2 separate regions of the Rattus norvegicus genome follow, and region 2 is linked to region 1. The links are chromatin contacts, called in public Hi-C maps. All regions are on one chromosome and are shown on one strand. Each heading gives the region's core, a stretch centred on a gene start, on an enhancer-like site or on the middle of the called end of the contact. The rest is flanking DNA. Distances are from core to core; before and after follow the strand shown. Region 1 overlaps Lhpp (phospholysine phosphohistidine inorganic pyrophosphate phosphatase). Region 2 overlaps Fam53b (family with sequence similarity 53, member B).

The links. A called contact is a pair of places that touch in the nucleus more often than the background predicts.
Region 2: a Hi-C map of psoas muscle shows a contact between it and region 1, with 2.5 times the contacts expected there. The contact joins two enhancer-like sites. A contact is called at or near these places in 3 of 12 Hi-C or Micro-C datasets (kidney, mammary epithelial cells and psoas muscle).

The regions. Positions count from the first base shown.
Region 1 is chr1:196,892,514-196,898,247 of GRCr8, reverse strand. The region is part of intron 6 of Lhpp (phospholysine phosphohistidine inorganic pyrophosphate phosphatase); the gene reads right to left. Among named protein-coding and RNA genes, the nearest start is that of Lhpp, 62 kb to the right of the region's middle. Within about 2 kb of position 2,862, at least 44 of the 93 cell types and tissues checked have an H3K27ac peak or open chromatin away from gene starts, as enhancers often do.
Region 2 is chr1:196,935,419-196,941,152 of GRCr8, reverse strand. All of the region lies in intron 4 of Fam53b (family with sequence similarity 53, member B), which reads left to right. Among named protein-coding and RNA genes, the nearest start is that of Fam53b, 83 kb to the left of the region's middle. Within about 2 kb of position 2,577, at least 38 of the 93 cell types and tissues checked have an H3K27ac peak or open chromatin away from gene starts, as enhancers often do.

The sequences.
Region 1 (5,734 bases), core at 1,613-4,112:
CTTTCCAAATCTAAAAAAAAAAGGGGGGGTTCTGGGAGCTACAAACGTAGCTCAGCTGACAAGGGTATATGTCTAACAAGCTCAAAGCCCGGGGCTCCACAAAAACTGGACACAATGCTATTATTTCAGAAGTTGGGAGGCAGAGGGAGGAGGATCAGAATTTCAAGGCTAGCCTGGACTATATGAGGCAAAAGAGGGGAGGAGGGTTGTCCCAGTGGTCTGGATCCCAGCGTTCTAATTGAGCTTGCCAACAATGCAGAGGCCAGTGAATGAGGGAGCCACATGACCCTTGTTCACTCTGTCGAATGACACAACCCTCCCTTTCTTAATAGAAAATCAAGAATTGAGCAGTGCATCTGTCTCCAGTGGCCCGGCAAGCACACTTCAGGGAATTCATTCCTGACAAGTAATCAAAATATGCAAAAAGTCTGCAGTGAGGCCCAAGCAAAGGATGTCAGCTCCCTGGATGGGAAACATGAACCAGATGTGAGCAGGAAATTAGGAAGAGACGTGACAGGATCAATGGCTATTTTGGGAACCTTCTATAAATCCAAAGTTATTGCTAGGCACAGCATTGCACACCTTGAGTCCCAGCACTTGGGGGGGCAGAGGCAGGTGGATCTCTGTGTTGGAGACCAGCCCGGTGTATATAGTGAGTTTCTAGGATACTACCTAGAAAGTTCTGCATAGTGAGAACTTGTCTAAAAACAACAACAACAACAATAGTAATACAAAGTAATAAAGAGCATGACAGAGCACAGCTGGGATCCCAGCACTCAGGAACTCACAGTGTGGCCACCCAGTGACTGCTGCCTAGGAGAGAACAGGTTCCTAAGTACACTACAAGAACATGACAAGGCTGCTCGGTGAGCCGTGTGCCGCTGCTCTGTCAATGTATCCAATAGTTCCACGTATGGTGGGGATAGGAATTTATAATCCTAACAAGTCCATAGAAAAGACATACCATCCGGGTATTTTATTTATAAGCTATAAGCCTAGATTAGGCTGGTGTCGAGCTATGCTAACTCACACCCAAGCTATAAGCCCCTTGTTACTTGCTGTTTCTCCTGGTCATGTGGTCCTGGTCCACGTCAGTTTCCTCCCCTCTGTCTTCCTTTCCTTTTCCTCTCCTTGCAACCCCCTCACTTGAACTTGCAGTCCCACCTTCTCTCCCTCCACTGCCCAATCACAGGCTCTCACCTTCCAGTTAAATTGCTGAGAGGGTTCATATGGCAACACTCTGTGCTCATGAGGATCTGGTTGTCAGTGGCAACCACATCCTGAGAAACCAATATCATCACAATCAAGCAGCATCAGGCCGACCCGCCACAGGGTGTTCCAGACGCTGGTGATCAGTCAATTGCTCCTCCACCTCACGTTCTGAGACAGAGTCTCTCACTGAACCTGGAACTCACCAATTGGCAAGACTTGCTGGCAAATCCCAGGGAACTTCTCAGTTCTACATCTTCAGAGCTGGGATCACCAGAATGTGCCGCTGCTCTTGGCAGGAGCCTGGGTCACAAGGACAATGACAGAGAGCTTTGCTTGGGGCTGGGGTTTCCGACACCTGGCTGGCGCCATCTGAAGGGGAGCCGGATGGATGCAGGCTCTGGATGCCTACTGGGGCACACTTCTCTAGGCCTGTGCCTACTGGGGCACACTTCTCTAGGCCTGTGCCTATTAGGGTACCCTTCTCTAGGCCTGTGCCTACTGGGGTACCCTTCTCTAGCCCTGTGCCTACTGGGGTACCCTTCTCTAGGCCTGTGCCTACTGGGGCACACTTCTCTAGGCCTGTGCCTATTAGGGTACCCTTCTCTAGGCCTGTGCCTATTAGGGTACCCTTCTCTAGGCCTGTGCCTACTGGGGCACACTTCTCTAGGCCTGTGCCTACTGGGGCACGCTTCTCTAGGCCTGTGCCTATTAGGGTACCCTTCTCTAGGCCTGTGCCTACTGGGGTACCCTTCTCTAGGCCTGTGCCTACAGTGAAGAATGGAGCCCTGACGTGAGAAGCAGGACCCTGCTCCTGACCAGTATGGGGAAAGACAGTGGAAAGGGTCAGTATGGTGACGATGAACTTAGACTGGCAGACCTCTTCATAGCTGCTCACCAGACTGCCTCCTTCATACAAGTGAGGAGCAACTGCCCACCTCACACAATTGAGCTCTGAGGGCATCCTATCAACCCTGCACAGAAGACAGGACTAAGCAGCTGTATATTGTTCCTGAGGATGGGACCCCTGCTTTGACACACTGGCTGGTTTTCATGGTATAAACGTTTCCATGGTGGATGTTCCAAGGTGGGAATGAACCATGACTCTGAGGAACCAGGAGGAAGGACAGTACCACCAAGCTGCTTCCAGTACCCTCAGACCCACAACAGTCATCCACACTGTTTAGATCACCAGGGAGGGCAAGCAGAGCAGGAATGACCTCCCTGGTCTCCAGCTTAATGGCCTCTGGGAGACAAGAAAGTGGCTTGTCCCCCGGGAGGCACGGATAAGCCCTACTGAGTGTAAGCCCTACTGAGTGTAAGCCCTACTGAGTGTAAGTTGCTTCTGGGACCCGGCCACTCTAACCAGACTGCTGGCATAGAGAAGGTGCCAAGAACTAGAGAGTATTCAACATGGTAGTCATCTCGAGGATCTGTCCCCTTGGGGTAAGAGGAGAAGGTGCGTCTGGGGCCAGGGCAGACTGGGAATCTCTGTGCTCAGCCACACCTGTCCTTGGGCCTCTTTCACTGAGATACCAGAGGGTGGCATGGTAACTACCCACAACAAACACTGCACAGCTGCCAAGGCTGGAGCTCCAGGCCACCCAGGGACAGGATGGGCCTCGGAGCCTGGTAACCGGGCCCTCTGAGGACAGCAGAGGTCGCCCTCAGCTTTGTTGCCTTGGCTTCTGAAGGCAGAAGGGTTTCTCTCCTTCACTCTTGGAACCAGCCCATGCAGCCAGGAGTCAGCAGGACTGGCTGTTTGCCTTCCTCCTTAGCTGTCTCCTGACCTTCGGGCAAGGTCTCGGTGGCCTACTGAGACAATGAAGGGGATGCTTCAGCCTGGGTGTGCCCACCGACCTCTCGCCGGCTCCCTCCCTTCTTGCTTCCTTGTTACTGCTGAGGTTGCCATGCAGCCCACACAGCCTCCTCCATACAGATTCCCATCAGCAAACCTGGCAATGCTGTATCCTCAGTCCCCAAAGCTCACACGTTCAGAGTGATGGGCTGCATATCTAGGTACAGATTTAAACTAGTACCCCGAACCAAGCCATAACCCTAAATGAAACCTGCAGCAGAGAGAGACATGCTGGCGGTTATATTTGGGGAGATTACAGCTTGCACATAGAGTCCCAGGGTGCCTGTACTTTTTGTTAAAACATTTTCTTCTTTCTTTTTTAAGAAAAAGAGGTCATGAATTTGAGAGAGTATAAAGGGTGGGGTGGACACAACAGCGGGTAGAGGAAGAAAAGAGGAGAAAATGATGCAATTACATTTTAATTTAATAAATACCTAAGGTTTTTTTTTTAATTTATTGGGCAGTACATATGTCATAGAGCCCATGCCAAGGGTCTGTGTGGAGGTCAGAGGACAGCTTTTAAAAAAGAAAATGGTTCTCTCTTTCTACCATGTAGGTCCTGGGATCTATAACTCAGGTTGTCAGGCTTGGCAGCAATCTCCTTTACTGAATAAGCCATCTCACTGACCCAAGGTTCTTCATTCTTTTATAGACTCCCACAAGGGAGGATGGCTCTCACTTCTGCAGGCAGATACAGAACAAGCAGGCAGGCAAACAAAACCCTCCAGTGTAGCCAAAAGGTACTGCAAACCTGGAAACTCCCCACCTACACAGTTTCTCAGCAGGCTACAGGCTGTGGAGAGCAAGGGCTGCACGGACAAAGTCTCTTCACAGCCTCAGGTTGGTCTCACCTGATGCTCATGGAGAGCAGTGCAGGGTACTAGAGACGTGTGGAGGAGGGCACAAGTCAGACTGCAGGGTGACGGCACTGTGTGGGACCAGCACTGTCTCCTATGACAGCTGTGGCCTGGCTCAAGTGTTCTCTGGTCTGGTGCCTGATGGGAGGACAGGCTGGAACAGGGTGTGTCAGGGGAGTCAGGGCAGAGCCCAGCAGTGCACCAGTCACGAGTTCTCCCACAGCCTGGCAGGCAGGTCAGGCCTTCCAGCCCAGAGCACCTGCCAAATGGCTTCCCAGGCCACTGTGCACCCGAGCGGTCCTCTGAGAATGGCCAGGTGGCTTCCTTTCCCAATACCCAACCTTTTCCTTAATAAACAATAATGTAGCTCTACCAAACTCTGGAAACAGGAAAAAAAACTCTCCATGATTCCACAGTGCTGGGCATAGCTCCCAGTCCAGAATCACCTGTACTAATCCACCTCCCACTGGGGAAGCAGGGCTGGTGTCCAGCATTCACTCCCAGCAGATACTCCATAAATGTCCGTATGAAGGACGCCAACATCCATGTCCAGACAGACAGCTGACTCCAAGCCCCTACCTCTGCACCTCTGAGACTCCCTCCCCAACTTAGCATGTGTTCAAGGCCTATCGTTAGCATCTACCTTGGGTTACTGAAGCCTTCTCTTTAGTACGCTACAAGCAAAGGTTCCTTTCTTTCTTGATATACTATCAGTAAACTTCCCAAGATATGTGTCAATTCACCCGGAGTTGTAAGAAATCTGTTACTCAATCCCCGCTAACAGCAGCATGTTGCTGGCAAAGTCAACATGCTGACCTCCATCATCGCCAGGGCTCTCCACGTGGTGTCTTTGTTTACATAGTTGGTCTTCTTTTCAAGATTTATATTTATTTATTTTATGCATATGAGTACACTGTTGCTGTCACGAGAGGAGGCCATCGGATCCCATTATAGATGGTTGTGAGCCACCATGTGGATTCTGGGATTTGAACTCAGGACCTCTGGAAGAACAGTCAGTGCTCCTAACCACTGAGCCATCTCTCCAGCCCCTATGTGTGTTTTTTGCTTTGTTTTGTTTTTTGAGTCATGTGTTTTGTTTGCTCCTTTCTTGCATTTGAAGTTCTCTTTGCTGACATCTTAGCCTGAGCGTCTCTGCCACAGTCCTTAACCACGGCTCAATTGCAAACAACCGCTTTACAAGATTTCTCCTTTGGCTCCGTTTCACCGAGGCCCATTCCCCCGGTTTCTTGTTGTCAGCCTTAACTAGGTTGACATGGTGCTCAGCACAAAGGGTCTCATTTAACGCATATACATGGGTTCATTGTGACTGGATGCAGGCAAGCGACGATGAGCTTCATGTTGGCCTAAGGGTTTGGCAACCTCTCATGTTTATGTGCTGGGTTCTCATGGATGCATCGGGCACATGATACCCACTGTCTATGCAACCCAGAGCTGGCATTACACATCCCACACAGGTGCGTTTGAGGGCAGTGCAGGGGACAACGATTGCTAGTGCTCTAAGAATCAGTCTTCCAGGCTGCCGAGAGCATCTTCCAGGATCTATTCATGGCCCTGTGTGAAATATTCCAGCCTAGGGCTCTTCTACTAGGTCTCCTCCCTACCCCCTCACTGTTGCCTTGGTGGGTGGCCATTCTATCAATACAGCTTGGGTTGTGATCTGGAAGGAAGGGTGTGGGCCCTAGGGAAGCTAGCCAGGTCCCTGGCTGGAAGCCTGGAACCCACAGCTAGGGGAGTGGAGGACACAGTGCAGCCAGAGTCAACTAGCACACATCCTAGCAGGTGCATCCAG
Region 2 (5,734 bases), core at 1,328-3,827, 43 kb before region 1:
TGGTCTAGCAACCATACAGCATACCTGTGGCTTCGACTGCACCTTGGCCTTTCTGGCTTAGAGGCAACAGCCAGAGGTTTGAAGCACATTGTGCCTCCTGGTCTCTGTCCCCTGTTAGTAAGAAAGGACAAATGAGTGCCTGTGCCAAGACAGGCCCTGTAGTCTGTCCCTCACTGGGATACCTCCTAGGAGGGTGGCCACAATCTCCCAGCATGAAGCAGGTGCTGGCAGGGCATTTGCTGGTTCATACGAAGGGACATTGGGAAAGCAGTAGCCCATGAAGGAAGGTAGGCACCTTCCCAGTGACAGGCCTGGTTTCCACACAGCAGGTATTTACCACCCCAGTTAGTCTGTTGGTTTCTAGAGCCTGTGATCTGGGAAGAGCCCAGAGTTTGCAGTGATGAATCAGTGGTGCTATCAGAACCCCTGAGACCCACCTCTTCCTTCAGTTCCTGTTCTCAGTCCTTGGCATCCTGGCTCCCACATAGTTTTCCAGCCAGCATTTCCTACATTCCTGAGGGTAAGGAGGCCATCCAAGCTTAAAAAGGCCCAAAGGTGAGCACTACACAAAAGTGGGTTGGACGTAGTGTTGCTGACCCTGCTTAAGAGTATATGTCAATAGCCTGTTAACCCCAGCACTCAGGAGGCAGAGCAGCTGGATCTCTGTGAGTTTGAGGCTAGCCAGAGCTACACAGTGAGATTCTGTCTATAAATAAATAAATAAATAAATAAATAAATAAATAAATAAATAAATACTAAACCCAGGAAACTACAGACTTTGTCAGCCCCAGCACAAAGGAAACATAGAAAGCTTGTCTCATGGCCTATTGTTTTGAGATGCTTGCACAGTTCTGTTGTACGAATATCTGCTTGGGGAGAAAATGGCTCCACTCAGGCAGATCCAAGGGCCAGCCTCATGCAAGGCTGGCTGGAGCCAGGCTACCCACCTGGCCTCACAGTCTGGCCTCGTCGTGGTGGTGTCTTAAGGAAGATTTGAAGTGGTCCTAAGACTCAGAACATAGAGAGGACTGTAATGTTTCTGTTTTTAATCTTTACTTATGTGTTTGTGCATGTACAGGTACACATGTGTGTGAGCGTATTCAGATTGTGTGTGTGTGTGTGTGTGTGTGTGTGTGTGTGTGTGTGTGTGTACACCCCTGTGGAAGCCAGAGGTTAGCCTTGGGTGGTGTTTCTCAGTTCCCATCCCACTTTGTATGCACTACATGTGTGTAGCAGCCTGTGGGGGCCTGAAAAGGGCATCATACCCGCCCTAGAACTGAGTTGCAGGTGGTTTTATGAACTAGCATGTGGGTATTTGGAATTAAATCTGGCATTCTGCAAGAGCAGCAGTTGTTCTTAATCACTGAGCCATCTCTCCAGCCTCCCTACCTTGTTTTTTGACAGTTCTCTGGTTTGGGCCTTAAGTTATGCTTGCTAGCCAGCGGGCCCCAAGGATCTGCATGTCCTTGGTCCCTAGCTCTGGGATTACAAGCATGCAGCACCACACCTGGCTTTTAAAAACAAAACAGAGACAAAAAACACAGGGATTATAGAGACCCAACTCAGGCCCCTGTGCTTGTGTAGCAAGCATTTTAGTGGCTGGGCCATCTCCCAGTCCTTAAAAAGAGATGCGAGCATGGCAGACTTGAAGAGTGGTGGTTGTGGAGGGACTGTACACTTTCTGTCCAGGAGAAAGCAAGCTTGCCCCTGGTGAATATAGCCTGTCACTTTCAGATATCCTCATGCGGCGTCTGTGCGTAGAACACCCTGGTTGCTCAAGGGGTGCTGTCTCCAGCAGCCATGGCTTCCTGGAAGACTCAAGGTGACTCAGGCCCAGCAGCAGCATCTGCTCAGGGCCTGACATTACTGCTCTGGACAGAACAAAAGCACTGGGGAGTAAATGCGTGACAGGCCCAGGGGTCACACATGTCTAATCTTGAGCACCATGTTTCAGTTTCAAGGAGCAGAACTTGAGTTGGGGACTAAGCAGGTGGTTGGTGGAGGGAGGCTTTTGAAGAAACCAGGTGGAGGGCAGGGGAGCCTGGCAAGACCAGGAAAGACCACGTGGAGAGGCAACACAGGAGTTGGGCTTCTGCCCCGGCCCAGGTAGCACGGCTAGCACTTCAGATGCCATTCCACTGGTTTGCAGGATAATACCTCTTCCACCTGTGACAGTCCATCTTGAGCTGGTGTCGCCTCTGTAAGGAAGCTGTCTTCCAGGCCTCCTAGCCCCCAGCCATTCTGAAAGGGGCAGCTGTAAGCAGGCAGCAGCCAAGCAAGCATTTGCTTTTGTGGGCCAAGCGACTGTTAGGTGAGACATCAGCAGACACCCTCAGCCCCAGTTTGCCTCATTGCCTTTGCATTCCTTAAAGTAGCCCAGTGAAATGTCTGGATGAAGATCAACAGTGCATTTCCCAGGTGAGGAGCCAGGAAGCAATGCCGTGAGGCAACAGAGAAGCCCAGATCCTGTGGCTGTAGAATCTGGGTGGCCTGTCCTCCTCCTCTGAGGCCCACAACAGGGTGAGAAGGATGCTGTGCCATCTGTTCTTAGGCGTACACCCCCCCACCCCCACACCAGCTGGCCTCTCTGTGTCCCCAGATGCCCACTTCTGAGTATGAGGGACAGGGCTTATGAGCTTGGGCCCTTGGCACCCAGGCAGCATTCCCTGGGGTGGGCGGGAGCTTTGCTGTCACCTGCTATGCTCAGGCTTCTGTGTCACTGCTGAGGAAACAGATGGTTGAGTCCCTTAGAAGATCTTTCTGGGGTCCTGTCACCATGCTTGGCATGTTAGCTATAGCACCTGGGGAAGAGAACAAGCTGATCCAGCACAAGGCCTTGGTAGGGCAGTCACCCTGTCCAGGCAGCAGGGCAGAGGGTATGTTGACTTGATATGCTTCCCTTGGGGGATTAGGTTTCAACTTATACCAGGAAAGCAAGGACCCAGGAGCAAGCCACCTTTATCTCTCTGCTCAGCCCAGAGCCTCCTACCGAGAGGGAAGACGTCTCAATATGTCCGTGTACCAAAAGGTCCTGCACCTGGAGGAAGATCCCTCAGTATTTTCCAGTAAGCCCAAGGAAGCTGGGGCTGGGGCTGAGCTAGAGATCCAGGCTAGAGCAACAGTGTGTGGTCAGTGGCCTCTGCTGTGACTGACTAAAGCTAACGTCGGCTTGGTTTGATAGAAAAGTGCCCTGGGAACAGCTTTGTTCTCTAATCCCTCTTGTGGACTCTAAGAGTGGGTACACTGTCTCTGGTCATTAGCTTAGGGCCATAAGGACAGTTCCCACTGAGCCTGTTGGCTGAGCAGGTCTTCTCAGTGGGCCTCAAGAGCAAAAGTTGTTGGGTGAAGCAGAGTAAGTCCTAGAGTACCAATTTCAGCGTGGAGCGATGTACTCATGTGGCCCTTTGAACTTCACCACTCTGTGCTGCCCCCAGACCTTTGAGGTACACAGGCCTCCAGGATATGGACAGGCCTGTGCAGCGTGCGTTTGTCATGGGAACAGTGTGAACTGCCTGGAGAGGGTGGGCCTGAGCATGGGTGAACTCCATGTGGAACTGCCTGAGTGTCTTACCAGGGATGGGCCGAGACTCTGGACAGCAGTCTCACTGCCCCACCGTGGCGAGCACAGCGTTCCCTGGCAGGTGGGGCGTGACACCGGATGGGACGTTAAGCGGTGGTTCTCATTTTTCACTTTGGCCAAATGACTGAATTCTGAGTCATCAAAGCTTTCCAAGTGAAACTGGCTTTGCAGGCAGGGGACAGATAGATGACTCTGAGGAATACTGGGGGTTTTCTGTGGTGGTCTGTGGTTTGTCTGGGACAAAATGCATCACCTAGACCTCAGCTTCCCACCCTGCTATGAAGAAAGAAAGTCTCATCATAGACTCTTGGGGGAGGAATGGCCCCAGGATGATCTTGGCCACCCATATTTAACAGACAGACCAACATTCAGGGGTTGAGGTAGCTTCCCTGAAGCCATGATGCCATACGAGGCTGACCCTGCTTCTGAAATGGCCAAGTGACCTTGGTATTTTTAGGTCCAGCAAATGGGTCCCGGCACTCTGCTGTGTGCTATGTCACACGCTTAACATAACTGCTAGTGTTTTCACTGTAGCAGGAGGCCCCTACAGCCAGTAACTTAGGAACAACAGAGTGGACACTAAAGAGGCTACGCCTGCTGGGGACTGCTTCCTCACAGATGGCGCCCTCTCCTTGTGATTCTTACATGACAAAGGGGGAGATGTGGTTCCTCACCCTTACACATCAACCCTCAACTCACTGGGAGCTCCAACCCATGACCTAAGCACCCACCAATGACCCCATTTCTTGATTCTTTAGACACTGACATGGATTTAGATTACACAGTCTGACCACATATGCTGTTACGTTGGCCACAGAATTGAGACCCATCAGCTACCCCTTAGGTCATCGGCTGGGCAAAACCAAGGTGAGGCAGGATGACTCCAGCAAGATAAGGAGGAGAACACAGCCCTAGAGCACCAGGGAGGGAGCTTTTCTTTTGGGATCTGTCCCAGGCCCCAGCCCTTGTTCGCTTTACAGCTCACAGAGAACAATGAGGCGTGTTCTGGCATCTGGCACAGTGGATAGATGTGATAGTCAAGTGCTGTTGGCATCACCCAACCAGAACAGTCAGAAAGCACTTGGGACCCTCAGGTGCTAACTAGACATTGCTGTTGACACTTACATGCCTGTTCAGGCAAAAAGATGCAGTACTTAGCCAGGGACGCAGGAGAGGGGGTTGAGCTCTGTGAACTCCTGAGTCCTTGACTAGTTCTTGGCCTCACCCCTAGGCTGCCTCTACCCTCGCAGCTTGGCCCAGCAAAGCATTGCCATCCTGAGCCATCTTTCTTGTGCCATGATGTCTCACTCAGCTCAGGTCAGTGGCCTGGAAGGCAGAAGGGATCTCTGAGGTGTGCCCAAGCATTGCCATGGCAATGAAGGAATGCATCCTGTGACAGGGGGTTTACTCCAGACAGCAAATCCCAGCACCAACAGGGTCTTACAGCTGGCTGGGTGGGATGGTGGTGGGGGTGGAGGGTCTCCTGGCCTGGGCCTGCTCAACCTTCTTTCCTGAAACCCAGAGCTGAGCTCCTCAGCACTTTAGCCTATTTCTTTCTCTCTTATTTATTTTTTGATATTTATTTATTAGACATTGTGGGTGTGTGTCTTTGCAGTGGTAAACTTGTGGAAGTCAGAGAACAACTTTGGGGGCGTCAGTTCTCTAGGAATTGAACTTAGGTCATCAGGCTTGGTGCATGTGTTTTTATCCACTGAGCCATCTTGTTGGCCCCTCCTTTCTTTGTTAATTGAAAGTTCCCAAGAAAAGTGAATGCGTCAGGACAGGGTCTTTTGTGGAGTGTCAGGAACAGTGCGTGTGCCTGTGACAGGCACAGCCGCCTTTCCCTAGAGAGAGCACCTTTCATCTTCTGTCTATTGAGCCTGTTTTAATAGCATGTTTGCTGTGGCAGCCAGCAGACATCTTTATTTCAAAGTGACACACAGACACTTTGGCCTTTGAAAGGATTGGGGCCCGTGGGACAGATCTGTGCCTTTCATTGGCAGGTGAGAGGCAGCAAGTTCTGTTAAGTTCCTGTGCACGGGGAGAAGCCAGAGCCTGCTCCTCTTTCTCCAGTTGCTACAGTGCCTTTGAGGGAAGTCAAGCTGGCCACGAGTGCCCCTGGCTCCCACAGCCCGTGTCCACGTCTGATTAGGA